2 separate regions of the Anas platyrhynchos genome follow, and region 1 is linked to region 2. A link is a contact called in public Hi-C data. All regions are on one chromosome and are shown on one strand. Each heading gives the region's core, a stretch centred on a gene start, on an enhancer-like site or on the middle of the called end of the contact. The rest is flanking DNA. Distances are from core to core; before and after follow the strand shown.

Region 1 (6,805 bases), core at 1,712-4,211, 46 kb after region 2:
TGAAAAGCCTGCGTATTTCCAAACCACTTTGTGCAAATCTGTCCTGTAAGTCTCGGCTATCATGGGTCGTGTTCTCCCAGTCAATGCCTTGTGAGAGTTTTTGAAACCCTCTGTCTCCTCCTTCTAGCCCTGTGGTTGCCCAGACAGTGCTGCATGCTTGCTGCACTCCTGCTTGTGCAAAATCTTGCCTCTCCTCTGTGCTGGATGGGAGAAAAGGTTGCCATGCTTTTTTTATTTTGTGAATGTTTTAGGTATAAGAGGGTTAGGAGCGAGTCCGACAGATCAAAAATAAATCAAGCTGAGTATCTGATTTGGACACAGCAGCTACGTACAGGGTGTACCTCAATGAAGTATTTAATTTCTGCTAAGCCTTTTGCAAAATTTTACAGGGAAAGCTGATGAATTTTGACTCTTCCAGGTGTTCTGAATATTGATGTTTTTCTCTTGCCTGCCTATAACAGTGGCTCATAGAAAAAGGAGTTGAGGCTGTCAAGCATTTCTACTTTTCTGCTCAGTTGAGTTGAGCCATACTAATTGGTGCCCTCCAGTGCCTGATTGGACATGTCTTGTTCTACCTGTTGTGTTTTTTTTTCTTTTTTTTTTTTTTTGTTACTCTTCTTAAATAACACCCTTAATCAAAATATGCAGGGTGTTTTCTGAGAAGACTGCCTCTAATTCTTGCAGGGCTCAACAGAGAAGTACCAGTTCTTCTGTTTAACTTCTCTTCGGAACTTGCTCTGTGATTATTCACATTTTTAACACTGATAAAACTAATTCTTGTGTGATGCTCTTCCTCCCATCCCAGTTCCTTTTCAGTTGATGTTCACCTTTTTCTGTTTTTTTTTTTTTTTGGCCTAAAATAAACTCAGGAACTTGTCTTTGTCTCTTAAATAAGAAACTTTGCTATTGATTTTACTAGATACAGGGTAAGTAGTAACAGCCCAGTGCTGTTGCTGTTATTTTCTAGCCCTGGCACTGTTTACAGCTTTCCTCTGTTTAAGTATTTTTGTGTTAATAGAATTCACATGCTGTTTGCCATTTTCCAGATTAACAGTGTTGTTAAATAAGATCGTGTCTGGTGCCAGTTCCTTTGCTGCCACATTACAAACTTTCTGTGCCCTAATAAATGTGTTGAAATTTGTTTAATGTGTTTACAATATTTTAGCAGGCTTTCACATTGTGATGGTTTTGAAGGTCAAATTAAATTATATTAATGAAGGATTAGATTTGTATAAAACGTTACCAAAAATCTATCAAATCAAAAATCAAATTATTTCTATCATTTTTAAAAAATCAAATATTCAATTAGAAACCCAAATTTGGTCAATCATAAGTCATTGCAATGTAGGCTGTTTTTGGTTCTACTTCAAAGGTCTGTTAAGTATGTCTAGCACGCCTTTGTGAATCAGTTCTCATGACATGCTAAGAATTTTGCTGCATTTTAAATATTTGGATATGTTAATTGTAGTATCTCCATCTGAGAAGACATTTAACATTTTCTGTTAAAAATACAGAAGTCCGTGGTACTCTCAGTGACGACATCTGCATGCTTTAGGAGGCCAGGGCTTAAAGCTATAACCTAGTTTTCTCCGTGATTTCAAGGAACAACTGGTGAAGAGCCTGATCAGGGTAGGAAGCACACAACTCACTGTTTAGGATGGTAGTGACTATTTAATACACCCGTGTTGTTGTTTAAGGTGTTTTGTTTTTATTTTCTAATGTGTCTGTGAGGAAATGGTTTGCCTTTTGTTTTGTGGTTATTTGCAGTAACTTGTAAAAGTAATAAAACAGGAGGCATAGGAAATATTATTGTAGGAGGTTTCAAGGCGGATTCCAAGGTAGTTTTTTGCTAAAGAATAGAAATAAATCCTTAGACAGAAACAGGGTAGGGTAGTTAAAAATATATATATAAATAAATACATGTTAGAATTGGTCTCCTGCAGCTGCGTTCTCCTCTTACCTGGGAGGGTTGCCCAGGACTCCTACGAGCCTGTTAAAATCCTCTTTTAATCCAAGCTTATTTTCTGCATTTTGGCACAGGGATATGCAGTATTTCCTCTGCTTTCTCCACAGTATAGGTAAGTTTGTCCTTCTCTGGTTAGGGAGGATGCAAAAGTATTCCTCCTTGCTTGCCATGGAAGTCGTCATTTTGGAGCGTAGACAGTACAGTGACTCTCAGTAAAATGATGTCTACGTTGCAAGTCCAGTGTCTCCAGCAGCTTCTAGAGCAATTCCTATTTTTTTCTTTTATGTTTTTCATGATGTCTCGTAGGTGTTTTTGAAGAGATGGAAAAATATCAGGATTGTATGAGAAATGTTTAGGAAGGATGTGATTGCTCTTGTTGTGCAGAGAAAATACATGATTGGGGTTGTTGGGAACTGATCAAGGTTATGGGTGTGTGTGCAGAACCTATTTTTGTCTGCTCCAAGACAGAATGAATAATAGTTAAAGCTCATCTGACAGAAGTATTTGTATCGTATCACCTTTTTTGGTGAATTGGTAGTTGGGCAAATGTACATTACGATCTGAGTAATTGATCACTTTTTTATTTTTGGACAGTGTTCAGTAAATTCATACTGATTTTGCTGTTCTTTGCTGTTCCTTTTGGAAAAGGTGATATTTAAAAAGAAAAAGTTTCACAGTCGGGGTTTATGAGATTGCTGTTATGTCATCTGACTGGGGTTGTAAGCAAATAACTTCCCTCTTTTGGTCGGTTTCAGCTACTGCTGTAGTAGCGAAACCGCTGGTGTTTCTGGGATCTATTTTTAAAAAAATGTTGCACTTCACATTTATTTTTGCTTTAATGGTGGCAAAACTGTTCTTGGCCCTGCTGCGGGAATGTCGCTGTGTGATGCGATGCCATCTGCTGGGCAGCGCCATTGGTACAGGGGAGAGGCCTCAAACTGGCCTGGCAGAGAGCTAAAGCCTTGAAGTAAAACTGCTTCTGATTTTTTTTTTTTAATTAAGATCTTGACGTACAAATAATTGGGTATATCTCAAGGGCGTTCCTGGGAGGAATAGAAACAGCCTTGGTTGTTGCATTTAGATACTGCGGCCTCCCTCTCAAAGTTGGACCAGGGGGAGTGAAGCACTGAGTGACTTTCTTTTGGTATTCAGTGCGTTTTTTGTGGTGTTGAAGGGGATTGTGCATTATCGTAATGGTTATTTTGTTCGTTGGCTGGTTTTAGTACAGCATGATTAGAACCATTTGTGTAATCAAACAGAAATGAGTGACTTAAAACATTGGCAAATTCAAGTTAAGAAAAAGCAGGATGAAGCCATGTAGTACAACTGTGCCATGCCTTACACCTAGGCCTTAAGGTAATTTGCTTAATTAATTACCTGGCCAGGTACAAGTTTGTGTCTGGGACAGTCCTCCCTGGCATGCAGGCAGTCAGCTGTTTAAGGTTTGTGGTGTAGGAGTTGAAAGGCGTGATCAGAGAACCAGGAAATTACGGAGGGGAAAAGGTTACTGTCATGGTAGGGGCAGATAGGGGATTGCTGCTGTGGGGAGCCATCAAAAGCCTTTCTGCCCTTCTGGACTGATACAGCCACCACTCCTTCCTTTTCTCCCCCATCTCTTCCCAAATGCAAGTCTACATCATCCCTGCCTGCAGCTTCAGGCCTGTCAGCTCTTTTAGGAGGTGTGCTAGTCTGGCTGCTTCCTCTTCCACGCTGCTGTAGGAAGATGCTGCGTGTTCAGCCCTGTTACTCACGGGATGCGTGAGGAGACAGAGCATTTTTAGTTACCTCGAGTAGCTAAAGGACACGACGTGTGGGTTTTCTGTTCAGCACTTGGAGCTGCGGGAATGGTGGAGTATGTGCAGTGTAGTACATCTGTCTCCATGATGCTTGTGTTTGTATTCTGCTTTAGGTAACATTTAAGATGCTTAAAATCAGACTTTGCTGGCGTTGCTGAACTTCTGGTGAATTTTTCACGCGAACAACAAAAATTGCTGTTTCTGTAAGTCAACCTCTCAAATTTGGCAGTACTGAGAGGTGGGGATACTAAACTAAGAAATGTTTGGCTTAATATTCTTTTAATGGTATCAAGTGGCATATATTTTCCTAGCTTCAGACCCAGAAGGAACTGAAAAATTGGGCAGAATTTACTGCTTTAAGGTCAGAGGTTGACGTGTAGACTACAGATGAGATGGTTAGTGTCAAGCAAATGTATTAAAAAAAAAAAAAAAAACACTGAAAAAACATCTTACATTGAAAATTATCAGATGCATATTTTAAGGAGTGTTACTTATGATCTTCAGAATATAAAAATGAAATGCACTATACAGGTTGAAGACTTTTATACCGTAGAAGATGGCTCAACTGTGTTTTATTTTTCATTTGTGTGCTGAAGTTGGGATTTCCGAAAGGTAATTGTGAAAGGCAGAAGACTTGAACTTTATGCCCTTAATTTCTAAAAGTTAAATGATGTGATAGGTCCAGAGTACTGCTAACACTTTTGAAGTTTGTTGTTTGAGACAGGAACATGTTCCAGTACCTCTGTATGGCACATGTGTGGTTGCATGTTCTTTATAAGCAAAAACAAACAAAACAACAAGCCCTGCCAAGTTCTCCTTTGGACTTTTTTAATGCTGCATGTAGCTATTTGCTCTGCTGAGGTTCTGAGAAGTTTTACAAATGACTTCAGATTTTCCTTCTCAAAGACAAATTCCTGGTGACGTGTTGCATCTGGCAGCGTAGCTCGTATGCTTTCCACTCCTGAGGAGAATTAATACCTCATAAATCTGTTGCATTGTGTGGGTATACCCATCATCCTGTTGCTTTGCAACATATATCTATTGAAGCTCTCTTAGATTGCTTTTTTAAGGGATGACTTTTATACTCCACTTGACAACCATTACCTTCTCCTCATTAAAATCTTGTCCATCCTGAGCAGGAAGCCAGTCAGAAGGAAACCACTTCTGAGGTACTCGTTATGTTCTCATGCTGTACATGTTATATTTGTTCCCAGATCGTATGTCTCGAGGTTCAGGGATCTAAACTAGGTTTTAAATTACCTCTTGAATTTTGCTGGCAAATGCTGTTGCTTTTCATTGAGAAAAACATCAAAGTTGTGGTCTTTCTCTGCCCAGTAGTGAGTAGGGTTCAGCCTCTGTGCTTTCCCATGTGAAATATTGAAAAAAAAAGTAATGCCTGTGTTGCTTCATTTGTCAGTCTTACAAACGTATACAAGATTTTGTTGCATTTAGGCCGTAATTTTTGTGTAATGTTACTTCTATGGTCTCTTGGTAGGTCTGAACAGTCTTGTGTGTGCTGTATAAACATTTTCTCCGATAATTTTTATCTGGAACAGATTGTTGAGCAATCAGAATAATATTAAAAGTCCATAGTATTTTGGGCAGCCAAGAGTGTGTGTGTGTGGTGGAATAACCCCTCTGCTCTGTTATAAATGTGTCTATTCAAGGCAGTAATTTTTTTTTTTGACTTGCAGAATATCTTACTTGATTTTACACCTCAGGTTTGTTTGCAATTGTAAAAACAAATTAGTCCCAACATACTTAGCATTTGAACCACGTCTGTCCAGCATTTTTTCCCTGTTACGAAATCAGATTTTATGCTTTCTTTGGTCGCTCTGTTAGACCCAGCAGAGGTTGATTTGATGATAATTAATTCTTAGCAAAACTAATTTTTTTTTATTTGTCATAATAGCAAAGGGTTTTTGATTGTCAGGATCAAAGTGACAAAGGTGTTTGTGGGTGGGAGAGGATTGTGGTTTTTTTTTTTTTTTTTTTTTTTTAAACAAACAAACAAATTACTATTCAGCATCCTTTACATAAAATGCTGGTGTGACAATATCTTCCTGAGGTCGTTGCCCTTGATTAGGTGCTGATGTGGAATGATTTGATATATAAGGAAGAATTTTGTATGAAAGAAGAAGAACAGTTTATTAATGAGACTGTCAAGTACCTCCTGACTGATTTCACTCAAAATGCAAAGTTGTGACTGTGGGCATTGCAAAGGGATGCTGCTGAAGCAGCCTTCAGAAGTTGGGTAGTGAAAGGTAGGATGAACCGAACCCCTTTAGCTGTTAGCACAATGCTACCCTCTAGTGGAACAGAGTTGCATTTAAAAGGCAGAACAAAAAACCCAACCTTTGTCAGAGAGCAGGAAATTTTTACTTAGCATGTTAGGCAGTGTATGAGAGTACTTGGCACAGCAGCAGCAACGTAGAAGAAAATTTGAGGAAGAAATGGGATAATCTATGGTAATGAATTGAAAACCTAAACTGTAACTAAAATGTTTATTTCTTACTCTGTGTTCAAACGTTCTCGATGAATAGCAATTCCTTCTGGGCTAAGAGGATTTCTCTCAAGCATTTTCTTAAAAGTCATTAATTAGCATATTGCACCAGTCAGAATTGTATGCTGACTATCTAAATCTTTGTCACACGTTGTTCAGTCTTTTCTTTCGGTTGGTTGTTTGCTTTTGTTCCTCGCTTCAAAACGAATCCTTCCAGAGCCTGTTTTTTTTTTTTTCTCTAAACCTGTGATTAATATGGATGCATCCAGTATAATCTGACATTCTTGAATCTGTAATATGCCTGCTGTATTTGCAACATAAGGTAAATGCAGGGAAATGTTGGAAGATTGGCATCTGGTGAAAGATACCATGCTAACAGGAATATGTTACTGCTGAGTGCTTGGGGGTTTTGTAGGGAATTTCAGTTGACATAAAGATTAAAGTCGAGAAAAATGAAAACCAAAGCTTTCATAAGGAAGTGAGAGTGTTTACTATAATAGAAGTGGTAGGGTCAGAGAAGATTACTGGGCTGGGTATTTC
Region 2 (7,433 bases), core at 4,822-7,321:
CCAAACCCGGTGCAGGGGGCTGGTGGTGGCCCACGCCAGGCTCCGTCCTGCCCCAGCCTGGCCAGCAGAGCAGACCTCGCAGCGCCTTCCCACCTCGCTCCTGCCGAGCAGAGGGACCTAAGTAAGGACCTGGGGAGAGAGCAGGACAGCTCACCACATCCCGCTGTGCCGTGCAGCGGAGCAGCCCCCCGCACACCCTCCCAAACTTCCCACCGGCTGCCCCCGCCGCCTCTGCTCCCAGCCCTGCCTCGCTGCCTTCCCCCCCGCACCCAGCCGCTTTCCCTGCCCGGCTCTCGGCCCGTCCTGTACCCGTCCCGGGGGGCTGCAGCCCCGTGTCCCCCCCTATCCCCCCCCAGCTCCCTCGGGCTCCAGCATCCTCCGGCCCGGCGGGCTGCTTCCCTACTTACCCGCAAAAATCCATCCCGCCCGATGTGCCACCGGCCCCGTGCTCTTGGGTCTGTTTTGTTGTTGTTGTTGGATGATTATTTTGTGTGTGCTTGGTGTTTTTTTGTTTGTTTGTTTGTTTGTTTTGCTATTTTTCACTTTCAGTTCGAGCATCCACTTGGGGAGGGGAGCGGGAGGCGGGCGCTGCGCGGGGCCCCGCGGAGGGGCGGCGCGGATCCGCGCCTTCCCCCTTCCTCCTTCCTTCCTCCTCTTCCTCCAAAGCTGCCCCGGCTCCCTGTGGCCACCCGGGGGGCTCGGGGAGGGCCTGGGGGGGTCGGCTCCCCCCGGGGTCCCGAGGGCTCTGCAGAGGAAACGCGGCGGGCCGATGGCACCGGGCGCGCTGCGTCTCCCGGCTGCTCCTCCCGCCGAAATAAAAATAAAATAAAATGATAAAAATAATTAAAAAGTCTGTTCCCGACACTGATTTCTCTAACTGTTAGCCTAGCTGTGCTTCTTGCTGTTTTTTTGGTTTTATTTTTTTTTGCTTGTTTTGATTTGTTTCGTCGTTACAACAGTGCCATTATTTTATCCGGTGCTCTCTTCAAGAGGGCTTAGCTCCACTGCGCCAAGCCAGAGGGTTGTCAGAAAAAAAAAAAAAAAAAAAAAATGCGTCATGGAAGTTGGGAAGCACTCAAGTGCCTGCTGGCCGGCCCCGTCTCACAGAGAGGGAACATATCCCTCATCCCTCAGGCTCAGAGCTGAGGCAGGCACCCCGAGCACAAGAAGGGCTACGGCTGCGACGTGCTGCCAGACTTGCAGGGCATCCCTGCCAGGCTGCGAGTAGTGATCCAGATCAGCTCGGGGTTTCCAGAAGTTGAGGCCCTCTTTGTGCAGTTTCTGGCATTTGCTGTATGTAGGGAAAGATATTTCCCTTAAAATGTTGGTCGTGCTGGCTCAGGGCAGAGATTACGTTTATCCGTTTGATATGTACACATAACCATACATGTCCACATTTATAACATGGATCTACATGGTAACACATTTGTTTTAATGCCAAGGTGTCTGATACCTGCACGTATTTGTCCATAAGTATTTGTGAACAAGATGGATCTTTAAGGACACTTCCAACCCAAACCATTCTACTTACACACTACTCATACACAAACAGGCCAAAACACCATTATTTGACGCTTCAAACATTAAGGGAAAACAAATGCAAAACAACTCTTCCTCCATCTCCTCTCCCACAAGAGTAAAAGTGCCCAGCCCAGGAACAGGGGCTGAGGAGGGGGCACAGCCTGGGTGTGAAGGGCAGCAGAGGTGCAGGAGGAGCACCAGGGGAGCAGAGGGTGGAAGCATCCCAGAGGTGGCAGAGGGAAAGCCTGATGTGCCTCTGCTGACATGTCTGAGTGACATAGGTTATCCAAATGTTAAACACACAACTCATCTCCTTATTCCACTGTGGGTCAGGCCTGTAGACTTCCTGAAAGGCTCACAGAGCACCCAGCAGAAAACACACAACCCAAACAACAGTGCAAGTGATCTTTGCCATGCTGTCTTTGTCCCCTTTCCTCTCCCACCCTTTCGCTATATCTGTGGCTGACTGCAGCCTGCTGCAGCAGGGCCCACCTCTTGCTGCTCTCACTGCTCCACAGAGCTCTGATCCCCCTGAGCTACTAGGCTCCTCTTAAGGCTAAAAAAAAAAAAAAAAAAAAAAAAAAAAGTGTACTGTGGTGCTAGGACATAACAGATTCATTTATCCCTCGCTCCTCATTCAGAGTTTCATCACACCTCTTTTGTTTCTGCCCCAAAATCCTAGCTGCTGGGGTAACATTTGTAAGTAGAAGCTTCAGGTGGGGCTTAAGTAGGCTTTGCCAAGCATGGCTACAGATATTAGAACTGCAGCACAGATCTGCTCCACTGACTCTGGGCCGGGAGGCATGTAGCAAGAAACTCCAACTATTATTTTGTAAAGCGGATCCATGCTAAGGCAGACTCTTGCTTTTGGAGGCCTGACTAATGGTTGCAGGGTGCCATGAGGCGGACAGGACTGAAGCTAGCATGCCACAAGCAGCCCATAAATCAAATGGAGCAGACGGAGATAGATAGAAGCCTGGTACACTTAATGGAAGGATTTGCTTTGATCCCATTAGGTTTTGGTTTTGTCCCTCGTTTTAAAATTTAGTTATACTCAAGGCTTTCAAGCTCCCCCAGTCTGCAGACTCCTAAATTGCTCTCACGAGGGCAGAATTTCTTTGTAATGCATTTTAGCCTCCTGGCAACAGGCTTGCTGTTCCCAGTTACCACCCACCCAGTCCTCAGACACTGTCCATAGACCCCAACAATTCACAGATTCAAACTGAAAATAGAGAAGCTAGTCCTGAGGGCGGTGGGATGGCTGTCAGACGCTGTCGACCCCATGCTATCAGCAAGATATTCTTGGACCAGCTCCATCCAGCGGCTGGTATCAGAAAAATCCAATTTCGTTTCTTGTCCTGATATGCCACTCTGAGGAAAGAAGCGCCTATTGCAGGATCTGGCCTGTTACCAACATTAACGAGCTGGGCCAGCACAAGCGAAGGCATGGGTGTTGGGGCAGGTCATCATGGAGGAAGCACGACAAAAAAAAAAAAAAAAAAAAAAAAAAAAAACAACAAATTGTTGCTCCAACAAGCAGAGCTAATAAACCAGACTTCCTAAAGATCTGTATCTTCAGTGTTTTCTGCCCATGGAGAGTCACTGCTATCTGATGAAATCACCAGGCAGCCTGTCCCTCCACAGGTCAGCATGTCTTTCCCTTCTGCACGCTAACAAGGAAATCTGCTGCCTTTGATGTTTCTCTCTTTCATTCAGACATATATTCGCAAGTTTTTAGAGGAGAAACATAGGTCAAGCTGAATGGTCTTATTAGACCACAAAGACTAACAAATCTCCAATTCTCATTCATAGCAGCAGTTTTCAATGGCACATTTAGGCTGAACGCTGCACTTCAAGTTTTAAACTTTAGCAAACGTGGGAAAAGGGCAATTTACTTACAGTACCGTGTAAAAAAACAGTAATATGATGAATGAGTTCCTGCTCTCCTCAGTAAGCAAATAAAACTTTTGTGCCTAAGGCTGTCTTTTAAAAAGGACTAGCAATGATAGAGCCTGGTTATCCTGTAAGTCTCATAACTCTTTAATTAGTCTGATTACATAACAGGCATACTACTTTGTAGTTTTTCTGCCCTTTGTTTACACTGGCAATCTGGGATTTTCTTCATTTCAACCATTTTTATCATCTTGTGATCTTCCACCACGAAATAGGTCACCCAGCAACTTTGCTGCAGTGTGATCACTCTTGTAGCATTTTCTCTGATTAGTTTATATTTTCAATATTCCTTATTTCTTTTTAGAAAAAGTAGTCTTGGCTCTTTTTTTTTTTTTTTTTTTTAATAATAATGTTCTGCATTGTATAGCTTCTTTTCTTTCACCTAGGTACTGCTGGATATATTCTCTGTTTCTGTGTATGTATTTCTCCATTCCTGTTCTGTTTGATTCATATCTCTGTAATCTGAAGCAACCTTTCAATAGATTGCTGTGTTTTGTTTTGTTTTGTTTTTATTTTTTCCCTCCACTGTGTTATTATTGCATTCTACGTTACTGTAGTACTCAGATGCACCAAACAAAATCTGCACTCCAGTCACTGAATTAACAGACCGGCAGAAACAGATCATGTCCCCTTTCATGTATCATTAAAATAGGTAAGGCAGGAAAAAGGCAGAGAGGAAAGGAAAGCAAAGCAAAGAGGTCAAGTGACTTCCTAAAGGAGACAAAGCTGCTCAGCGCCACAAAAAGAACCTGAGGGCCCAATCCTTCATTGTCCTGGATCTTGTGTTTTGATTTCCAGCTCTGTCTTTATATTCCTTTCTTGTTGCTCTGACACCATTATTCTTTCTGTAAAATTTTTGTAAAAGAAGGGACACACCTACAGCTCTTTTTAACTTGGGCACCTCAGACTTGGAGACTATAACCCTTTTTGCCACAAGTTGAATCATTTCCTACCATCCTGTTAACACCGCTGAGGTGCAGATATGCACAGCCCTTGCTACATTTGTGCTCAGCTGGTTTTTAACCCTCCCCTCTTTGAAGCATCTGAGCATGGCACTGATTGTAAACCTGTAACACTGGGTCTGCTGCTTTTCCTAAGGACTATCTCCCCCCAGCTGCTTTGTCCCACTGACCAACTTCACTTCAGAGGATCTCCTGACTTCCACAGTTTCATTCACTGGTTATAACTGGCTGTTTCAAGGCCTCCTTCCAACACCACCTTTTACACAGACCAGATTTCTCAACCTTGAACTGTCACAAGGCCACCTCAAAAATGATTCCCTTTTGTGAGTTTCCATGGTGGGGGGAGCATTGCTGCTAGAGGTGCATCTAAATGCCTTAGCATCAGCGATGCTATGAGAGAGGGTGTTAGGAGAATCTTATCAAGTAGAGACAGAGTGCTGACGGCATTAAACTAGGATCCTACTTAGTGTCTTTGCTAACTACGGTGCAAAAAGCCTTGGGCCCCTTACCAAGGTCAGTCTCCTAATAAGAGTGTGAGTCTGTCTTGTGAAACTGGTAGATACTGGTCCTGCAGATGGACAAGAGCCAAGGAGCAACTGAGTCTGCACAAAGACAAGATGTCAACTAGCGGTGACAAGGAGGAGTCATCAATCTTCATCCCCATGACCCCTGACGACCACCACCAGAATACACTGCGCAAGTGCAGATGGGAGGAGTTTATGGAGATGATTCCTTGGAACTAATTTTAATACGAAGCAGGGACAGGTTATGAACATGTATAGGCATATTGTGAAACTTCATGCATATGTAACTCTTTACTGCATATAACAAAGGCAAGTTGACACATCAGGTGTGCACAGCTTTGGTGGGATTAACCCCCTGTGCCGCCAAGCACTGAATAAACACACCTACTGTACAATCTTACTGATTGTGGAGTCTGTTTTCTGCAAGTCAGCTAGGGCCCTGCTACCTGCAGCTCTGTAACTTTTCACACCAGCTGCTGTAGCTGTGTTTTCCAGAGCCCCTGTGGCAGTTTTCCCGTGTGCTCCTGTGGGGTTATTCTGGACAAGTTGGTCTCACGCCTTGCACCTGCAAACCCCAATCATAAAATCGCAGAATCACGGAATTGTTAGGGTTGGAAGAGACCTCCAAGATCACCTGGTCCAACCACCCCCCTGCCACCCATATCACCCACTGAACCCTGTCCCTAAGCACCACGTCCAGCCAGTCCTTGGACACCCCCAGGGACGGTGACTCCACCACCTCCCTGTGCAACCCGTCCCAGTGCCTGGCTGCTCTTTCTGAGCAGAAATGGCTCCTCATTGCCAACCTGAACCTCCCCTGGCGCAACTTGAGGCCATTCCCTCTGGTCCTATCACTGGTTATGTGTGAGGGCAGGACCCCATAAGAACAAGAACCACTACTGACGTGCAAAGTGCCTCCTTTTCCTTCACTTCTTGTTTTTCCACATTTTTATTTATACCAGCCACAACACCGCACGCTGAGCAGCACAGCAGCCAACAGCACAGCCGCTCCCTGACGCCCCCCCACCCCCCGCCATGCCCCTGAGGCGATGCGCGGGGCGGCACGGCGCCATGCCCCCCCCCACACACACCACCACAGCCACACGGCGCATGCGCGCCCTCCCCCCGCGGCGCCAGGAGGCGCTGTGCCGTCGGCGGCGCCATGGCGGCCGAGGGGACGGCGGCGGCCGCGCTGCAGGCCGAGGGGGAGCCCGGCGCTGAGGGCTTCGGCGGCTTCGGGCAGCTGCTGGAGGACGAGGAGGGCGAGGACAGCGGCTACGTGCTCTATAGGTGCTGTAGGGACGGGATGAGGTGGGGTGGGGTGGGATAGGACGGGGTGAGGTGCCCCCTGTCCGCCCCGTGACGGGCGCCTCACCTGTGGGGGGATGAGGAGGATGAGGAGGATGAGGAGGATGGGGGGGGGGGGAGGAAGGCGAGGCCCGGGGGGAGGTGGGTGCAGTTATCACTGACCCCCCAGGTAAGTGAATTAAGCGCAGACCCCCAGGAGCGCCCAGCCCAGCCCTGAGGTGACGCTGAGAGCCCTGCACTAAGCCGAGCTCCTCCTCGAAATGCGTTTGCAGGGACAGGAAGGAGTGGGCAGACATCGAGCCGGTCCCGCAGGACGACGGGCCGAACCCTGTGGTCCAGATCATCTACAGCGAGAAGTGTGAGTTGTGAATCTATACACGTATATCCGGGGGAAATACAACGCGATTCAGTTTTTGGCTGTCCTTACCCACTGCTAAAGCAGCGCTAGTGCCGGATAACACATCACATTTCCGTGTTTTGGGTGATATATTTGCCAGAGCGCCTGTCCTGGTAAAAAGAAAGTGATTTGTATCTCGTGTCTTACGGCAGCTGCACGTGGTCTTTGCACCGGGCATCTCTGAAGCTGAGTATTTACGTCAAGTGTTGATAGGCAAGGTTGTACCTTAAAATCATGCAGCCCGAGGACTGTAGCAGACAGTATAGTTCACCCGGTAAGGCATTGCTAGCCCACGTGTTGAAGAGACATGTATGAAATTACTGCATCTGGGGGGATAGTGTGATTAAGCAGCATAAAGCAGATTGTTTGGGATATTTTTCAGATAGTGTGTTTTGAGTACACCAGTGTCGTTAGAGGCTTCAATGAACAGGCATATTGTATCAGTATGTAGCTATCATTTTAAGGAGTTGTACTTAAAGTTACTTCCTACTTCACATACTTCATGGGGGTCATTAACGTTACCCCTTAGTCAGGCCGTTTTCTCACAGCGCTGGGTAAGATGCTGTTCTCTGTCTAGTTCGAGATGTCTATGATTACTTCCGGGCTGTTCTGCAGCGGGATGAGAGAAGTGAAAGAGCTTTCAAGCTAACAGCAGATGCCATTGAGTTAAATGCTGCAAACTACACAGTGTGGTAAGTGATCGCTAAGATTATTACCCAAAATTATTTCTGTTGTCAGTTGATTGCCAACCTCTTACATCTCTGACAA

The links. Hi-C and Micro-C count contacts between places; a contact is called where the count stands out from the background.
Region 1: a Hi-C map of skeletal muscle shows a contact between it and region 2, with 2.5 times the contacts expected there. The contact joins the enhancer-like site here to the promoter of FNTA in region 2. A contact is called at or near these places in 3 of 8 Hi-C or Micro-C datasets (F5 follicle and skeletal muscle).

Annotation. Positions count from the first base shown.
Region 1 is chrZ:53,950,305-53,957,109 of IASCAAS_PekinDuck_T2T, forward strand. The region is part of intron 1 of LOC101793658 (E3 ubiquitin-protein ligase KCMF1); the gene reads left to right. Among named protein-coding and RNA genes, the nearest start is that of FNTA, 46 kb to the left of the region's middle. Within about 2 kb of position 2,962, at least 2 of the 8 cell types and tissues checked have an H3K27ac peak or open chromatin away from gene starts, as enhancers often do.
Region 2 is chrZ:53,901,542-53,908,974 of IASCAAS_PekinDuck_T2T, forward strand. FNTA (farnesyltransferase, CAAX box, subunit alpha) reads left to right here and starts at 6,072. Exons shown (of 9, transcript XM_038170902.2): 1 at 6,072-6,250; 2 at 6,541-6,626; 3 at 7,243-7,357. The coding sequence starts at 6,123. FUT10 (fucosyltransferase 10) reads right to left here and starts at 778. Exons shown (of 6, transcript XM_072031339.1): 1 at 408-778; 2 at 1-129.